Linked DNA regions of Sus scrofa: region 1 is linked to region 2. Evidence: chromatin contacts called from public promoter capture Hi-C data. All regions are on one chromosome and are shown on one strand. Each heading gives the region's core, a stretch centred on a gene start, on an enhancer-like site or on the middle of the called end of the contact. The rest is flanking DNA. Distances are from core to core; before and after follow the strand shown. Region 1 holds the start of STIM2 (stromal interaction molecule 2). Region 2 holds the start of SMIM20 (small integral membrane protein 20).

Evidence for each region. Promoter capture Hi-C pulls out the DNA fragments that hold promoters and counts their contacts.
Region 1: a contact with region 2 is called in a promoter capture Hi-C map of liver, with 6 times the contacts expected there. The contact joins the promoter of STIM2 here to the promoter of SMIM20 in region 2. A contact is called at or near these places in 1 of 5 promoter capture datasets (liver) and 1 of 47 Hi-C or Micro-C datasets (heart right ventricle).

What each region holds. Positions count from the first base shown.
Region 1 is chr8:20,454,627-20,458,146 of Sscrofa11.1, forward strand. It overlaps STIM2 (stromal interaction molecule 2), which reads left to right and starts at 1,717. Exons shown (of 15, transcript XM_003128897.6): 1 at 1,717-2,357. The coding sequence starts at 1,937.
Region 2 is chr8:19,699,289-19,703,154 of Sscrofa11.1, forward strand. SMIM20 (small integral membrane protein 20) reads left to right here and starts at 1,734. Exons shown (of 3, transcript XM_003356880.4): 1 at 1,734-1,979. The coding sequence starts at 1,871.

The DNA.
Region 1 (3,520 bases), core at 467-2,966, 760 kb after region 2:
GACTTTTTCGAGTGTCTCTCTTATTGCCCTTTGACTCCCCACTACTGAGAACTATCTGGCATGTGCTGGGGACTTAGTTAATAGCGAATGAATGAAATATTGCCTTCTGGAGAGCAGGAAACAAGCCTGTTACTTCTTTATGTCTTCCTGCCTCTTTAGCAGAATTATCTCCTTTTGGAGGACATTCAGCAAATATGTGACTTGATTTCTGTGTTTTTCACCAGGGGAAACACCTATTTCCTGTTGCCTTGTAAAGAATTGCCACCTTAACACCAGGTCTATGAAGAAGTCATTGTTGATAGATTGATAAGCTTCAAACAAATTCTTAATTCTTTTCTCAAGTGTGCATCTGCCTTTCCACAGTTGGTGATACTCATGGTTATGGTGGCCAGGCTTCCTAGGAAGTTCTTTGGGAAATTGTGTAATTTGTGTATCTTCTTGGCTTGAGAACAAGCAAGCCAAAACCCAAATCCAACAACAGAAACCCAGTACCAAACGGGTATGGTATAGGGTTCTTAAGGACCTTTGTGCTTAAGAACCCTATATGCAAAAAATTTTTTTAAGAACAACACTCACAGCATATGGAAGTTCCCAGGCTAGGGGTCAATTGTGTTGGAGCACTGAGAAATGCCACAGCCACAGAAATACCCAATCCAGGGGGCAGGTGTCTGCGACCCACACCGCAGGTTCCTGGCATCACTGGATCCTTAACCCACTGATTGAGGCCAGTGATTGAACCCACAATCTCATGGATACTAGTGGGGTTCATTACCACTGAGCCACAACGGGAAATCCCTTATATGCACATCCTAAGTTTGTATCCCTGGAGAGAGAATGTGTGTGTGTGTGTGTGTGTGTGTGTGTGTGTCGCCAGGTGAAGTCTGAAACACCATTTTTCTGTCAACCTATTCAGCTGACAGCAGACTCCAAGGGGTGGGATGCGGTTAGGGAGGTGATGAGTTCAGGTAAGGTTTGACCATAGGAGAGTCAGAGGCTAGAGCAAATCCTGTTCAGTGGTGCGAATCTGACCGTGTCTCCCATTTGTTAGCTGCGGAAACTGGGGTAACAACATTTCTCGGCCTTAGTTTCCATTCCTTGTAAAATGGGGATGAAAACAACGAAACCACCACCTAACTTTTAGAATTACAACGTGTAAATTTGTAAAACGCTTAGGACCTCGCCTGGAATACTGACACGTAGCAGGAGTTTTAAGTATTGGACAAGTAAATAAAACGCTCGCTCTGCTAACCTCCGTTTCCACATTGCTAGCCTCTTTTAAGCCCCACCTATACCGAAATTCTGGAGACGCCAACGTTTCCGATTACAAGGTTTTCGGATCCATGCAATTATTTTTGCTGCCGTCTGCATGGCTAAAACTTGCCCAAAGGATTTCGGATGTTCTTATGCTTCTCTCCGCCCACTTCGTTCCCGCTTGCCCTCCCCGCCGCCTCTGTCGCAGTGGGGGCATGGGTCCGGGAGGGGGTATGCTCATCTTCCCCCCCATCCCCTTCCTTCTGTTTAGCGAAACCCTTAGAAACAACCCCGCGGCTCTCGAGTCCTCCCCGGAACGCCCCCGGGGGCGGGGCTCGGGCGTCGCGCAGGCCCAGTGCAGCGGCGCTGCGCCTGCGCTGTGGAGGGGCTGAAGGAGGCGGGGGATTGGTATGCGAGCGAATGTGTGAGGGGAGGAGGTGTCCGGGCCGAGCGTGGTACTACGACGGGCGCGGGCCGGAGGGGGCGGGGGGATGCGCCGCGGCGGCGGCGGCTGTGGCGGCGGCGGCGGCGCGGGCGCTGGGACTGGTGTTCCGAGGCGCCAGAGCAGCGGATCCCGGTCTCGCTGCCGCAGCAGCGGGGGTGCCGCGCGCGGCCTGAAGACGCCGTACCTTTTTGATCCTCACCCCCCCCCCTTTTTTTTTTTTTTTAAAAATAACCGGAACCAATGAACGTAGCTGGGACCCAAGATCTGGAGGCCGCCGGTGCGGACGGGACCAGGCTGGCGCCCTGCGGGAGCTGGCGTCTTAGGCGGCGGGGGCGGCCCGAGGAGTCGCAGGCGACGGCGGCGGCGGCACCTCGCGGAGCGGAGTGGCCCGTGGCCGGGGCGCCGCCGCGCTTTCCCCCCGCTCCTCCTCCGCGTCCTCATCCCGCCACGACGCCCGGCCCGGCCTCGAGCTGGCTGCTGCTGCTGCTGCTGCGGCGGCGCTGGGCTGCGCTGCTGGTGCTCGGGCTGCTGGTGGCCGGCGCGGCGGACGGATGCGAGCTGGTGCCCAGGCACCTTCGCCGGCGGCGGGCGGCTGGCTCTGCCGGGGCGGCCGCCTCCTCTCCCGCCGCGGCGGCGGGCGACAGCCCGGCGCTCATGACAGGTGAGGGCCCAGAGGGTGGCGGGTGGGGCTCGGCAGGACGCTGCGGGACCCCCCGTCTCCGGGAGCGGCCAGCGCCTCTGCCAGGTGCCTGTTATTCGACGGCCCTGGCCAGTAAGCGATGCCCAGCCGGGTGCCCAGACGCTGGCGTCCTGGCCGCTGCTTCGTCGCGATCCCCTGCACTCCGGACGCCTTCCCTCTTCCCCCACTGACTCCCCGCCCTCGGCAGAGCCTCTCGAAGGCACCCACTTAGGTCTGCTCCTCGGTGTTCCACGCTGAGCAATGCGGTGGTTTCTCTTCCGTGCCGCAGAAGAGCCAGCAGGGTCTGCAGAGCAGGGTACTGGGCTGTGTGTTTTTTGTTGTTGTTTTGTTTTTCTTTTGGAGACTGCTTGAAAAAGTCAGCAGCAGCAGCAATGCGGTATTGAGTCTGCCTCTGGTGTTGCTTTTGCAAAGGCAGCTGGCAGCGAGTCTCACCGGTTCAGAGCCCCACTGAGCACAGTATCCCAGGGGAGTCTGCTAGAGAGGATTCTTTGAGAGCCATAATACCTAGCAGTATTAGTGGTCCCTAATTAGTATGCAGAAACCTCTAAGTCTAATGTGTATTTTTTGAGAGGTGAGAGGAAGACTTTTTCAGTGATGGATAGTATTTGCTAGTGGGAGCATCACCGGGTGACAAAGGGTGCAGAAAGCTCAGCAGGTAACCAGGAGTATACCTACAATTTACTTGGTGCAGAATGTTCAGTGCTTGTATTCGAGCAGCACAGTTCTGATACACTGCATCAGCACCTTTTAAAAAATATGGAACATTCTTGAAATTATTGAAAACTTGCGAACACGTGTGGTAAAGTTAGGTAGCCGACTGAATCCTTTTAAAGCTTTCCCTTGTCCTGTACAGTTGGTAGGTTGTGGTTTAAGTAATGTAAGGATCTTGAAATGGGTTTCTTTTACGAAAGTAGTGGAGTGAAAGTAAGCTTTGGGGTTGTACTTTGTTTTTAAAAGTAATCTGTAGATTTTACATAATTGCAGAACTAAAAAGGAAAAGTAAATGACACAAGATGACCCATCATTCATTTATCAAAAGTGGTAGTCCAGCGGACGTTTGAAAGTTACCAACAGCTGCTGTGAGCGGTGCTCAGGAGCTGTGTTCTTTAGAGCAAGGCAGCTAT
Region 2 (3,866 bases), core at 484-2,983:
CTCAGTTTGGGTCACATGGCCAGGAGGATGCAGCCCCACTGGACAATCAGGCCTGGGTCCAGTGCCAGACAATCCCGTGATGAGTGGGGGAGCTTGGTCAGGCTTGGTTAAATGCTTAACCCTGAGAGCTGGGAGAGAGTAAAAATAGGGTGCATGGGAACCCCAGTTTTCTTCACAGATTGAGAATGGGAGAGGAGTGGTTTGCCAAAAGATAGTTGGGGTATTATTAATAGAAAAAGAAGTGGATGCTGGGAGGCTAAAATGACAAATGTGCAGTATACCTGAGTTTTTACATCACATGATATAAAGCAGGCATCGCAGCTTCCCTCTTTGCTATAAAGTCTTCTATCCTCACCCTAACAAGCTCCTGTAAGCACCCGAGGAGCAGTTATCTCACCTACAGTCATCTGTCTTCCTCCTCTGAACTTCTGCAGCCCCCAAGACTCCATCACTCATCAGCAACAGGCTGTGTCGGGTCATTAGCTGTCTTTTTATGTATATGTCCTGTCCCTCCATCCACATGACAGGATCCTGGAGAGCAAGGGTCATGTCTTATTCATCTTTGTGTCCCCCGTGGCACTTTGCCTGATGTTTGGGGCACAGCGGACAGTCCATAAATCTGCTGACAGATTGAATACCTGATTTATATGCTTCTGGAACCACAGAGGTACATAGTAGCTTGACTCAACTACAAAACTACAAAGAAAAGAGGAAACCTGTGACCTCCACACCATTTCCGAAAGATCGTAAATCTTTTCTGCACTAAATAATGATGCTGGGGTCAAGATTTGTTCCCCAGCCCCCAGCTGCTGGTATCATTCTTATTTAAAAACGATTGAGTGAAAGCCCAGGGAATCTTAGTCTCAGCTGTCCAGTACCGCTGGGTGGGTCATATACTGACACAGCCCCCCCCCAGAAACATGAAGGATGGCAATCACAGGAAGAGGAAGCAGATCTGTCCTCAGTGGCTTCCACCCCAGGCAACAAGGCAGAGCCCCAAGGTCCCATTAGTAGAACTGGCTGCTGGCTCCCTGCCCTGCACGGATCTCTATTCCCCATCCTCATTCGTAATCCTGACATCCAACAAAGGGAAGAGGGAGAGAGGAGAGCATGGAAGATCAGAGTCAGAAAAGATTTACTTGTAGTTTGGATGTTGCAATAATATTCCTCCCAAGCTAGCCTTGGTTCAGAAGCCCCTGCTGGCCATCCAGGGTCAGGCGATTTGCATTTGTCTCTAATCCCCTCAAACCGCCCTTAAGGCCAAGCAACTTGTTTAAATCATGCAGCCAAGACAGGATTTCCTCATCTGTAAAAGATATGTGGATTAAATCAATGAGCCCTAGAGAGCATCCACCTCTTGGTGGAGTCATGAAAATCAAACCAGTGGTGGAAGAAGGAAGTTTGGTTGGTAAAGGAGGGAGTGGTAACGAGGTCAGAAGAGTGTGGGTGGAGCGGCTGAGAGGTGAACCCGGTTTAGGGCAGGGGGCGGAACTGAGATCAAGAGCAATAAAAGCTCCACTCTCCATTCTCCCAGCTGGCGCTCGCCCTCCGGAGCCAGGCAGCCAGGCGCTGCCAGGCACCGCCCGGAGGCGGTGCGTGGGGTTACACGCCTCGCCCCTTCCTCCCCTAGTCCCACCCCCGCCCCAGCCCCACCCCCTGCCCTAGCCCCACCCAGTCCTAAGCCCCGCCTTCGGTGCCACCCTTGACCCAACCTCTTCCCGCCCCTGTTCCGCCTCCTAGCCCCGCCCACAAGGCCCGGAAGCAAAAGCCGTTTCTCCACTTCCCAGCCGGGTCACGACCCAGCGGGCAGGAGCCAGGATTGCGAGAGCTCGGTGTCCTCAGCGGGTCAGCGAAGGCCCGGTTCAGAGCCATGTCCACGAATCTGCGCACCGCGCTCATTTTTGGTGGCTTCATCACCCTGATCGGCGCCGCCTTCTACCCCATCTACTTCCGGCCCCTAATGCGGCTGGAGGAGTACCGTGAGTGACCTCTGACCACCACGCGGTGCCCTGGTCCCAGTGACTCCCTCTCTTTCCCCATCCTCTCCACGTGGGGCCTTGGGCAGAGCTTGGCTCGCGAGTCAGGGAGACCTGGGTTCGAATCCTTTGTGTGCAGCTTTGTGACCGTGGACAAGTGACTCCACCTCTTGGGCCCTCACTATCTTCATCAGTAGTTATGTGTTTCTGTAGTATCTTAAAATAAAACCGTCTAGCCTCTGCTGAGACTCAAAGGCAGTCTGCACGTCGTAGGTCAACACTAAATACGAGTTAATATTCATAGCTAACATTCACTGCAGGCTTCTATGTCTCGTTAATGCACATAGGATCTTTTAATTTACACCTTTTTTTGAGGTACATGTTGCTGTCTTACAGACGGGGAAACTGAGACTCAGGTTGTGTAACATGCCCAAAGTCACACAGCTGTTAGCGGCAAGACACGTATTCCAACCCAGGCCTCTGTCTCCAGAATTTCTTCCTTGTACTGAAGCTGGGAAGGTGATATTGGGGGAGGGAGGTGGGCCCTAATTGTCCTGAACTTGCAGATGTGTTTATTGCACTTCATTTCCGCTCCCAAAGATGTCTTTGATCAGAAATGTCTCAGAGCTAAACTGTTAACCTGAGGTTTTGGGTTTTTCCTCTTCTTTCTCCTCAAATCTTCCTTCAGATTCTGCTATCTTCCTTCATTTTAAGCTGGTTACTCACATGACAATGGTGAATATCCTGGGAGTAATTTTCTTCCTTAATCATTCCAGTCCTATCATTCTAAAAGCCACACTCCCCTTCCTTGAGACCTATACCTCAGCAAGGATTAGCACTTTGATACATCTGAAACCATCTGTCAGAGAGAAAATATTAGGCATTAGAGGCTCATTTTGTTCTCCAGGAAACCTGAATCATCTAGAAGATGGAAAAGGGCCAACCTTGCCCCTTGAGAATATCAGTGGAGGCTGTGAGCTTGGTGATTTGAAGGCAAAAGTGCTGTATAAATGCTCTGACCATTACAAATGCTACAACATCTGGTTTCTGAGGCAGAGCGGTTTAAGTACACACTCAAATTTCTTGTAGCTTCTTTTCATCAGTCAAGATTGAAATGGCCTCTGCACCCTGCCTTCCAGCCTATCTATCTACGTGACCACGCGTGACCACGCGTGACCACGCGTGACCACGCGTGACCACGCGTGGGGGTAAACATGGGACCTTGGAAGCCCTGCGTTATCTCTCTGTTTTATCCCTTCTTACTTGGTCCTTGCCCCGGGCTATTGTATTATAGCCCCTAGAGTTGAAGCTGGGACAAGGGAATCTACTTTGGATCCTACTTGAAAAGTTTCAGTTCTGAAGACTAGAGCCGTACCTCTCAACTGGGGATGATTTTTGTCCCCCAGGGGACATTTAGTTCTATCGGGAGACGTTTTTGCTGGTCACAAAATGGGTGGGGTGGGTGGAGTAAGTGTGCTCCTGGCATCTAGTGTATAGAGGCCAGGGTGCTGCTAAACTCTCTGTAATGCACAGGGCAGCCCCCACCCCTTAACAAAGAATTACCCAGCCCAAGATGCGAGTGGTGCCAGTGGTGCTGGGTTGAGAAACCCTTGCTCTAGGGCAGATGATCAAGGTGGGTTTGTGCTGTGTCTCCCAATGACAGTCTTAAAGGAATAGTCCAGGGAGTTCCCATTGTGGCTCAGCTGTTTAAGAACCTAATATCCATGAGAATGAGGGTTTGATCCCTAGCCTTGCTCAGTGGATTAAGGATCCAGCATTGCCACAAGATACAGCATAGGTCGCAGGTGCAGCTCAGATCTGGCACTTGCTGTGGCTGTGCTGTAGGCTGGCAGCTGCAGCTCCAGTTCGACCCCAGCCTGAGAATTTCCA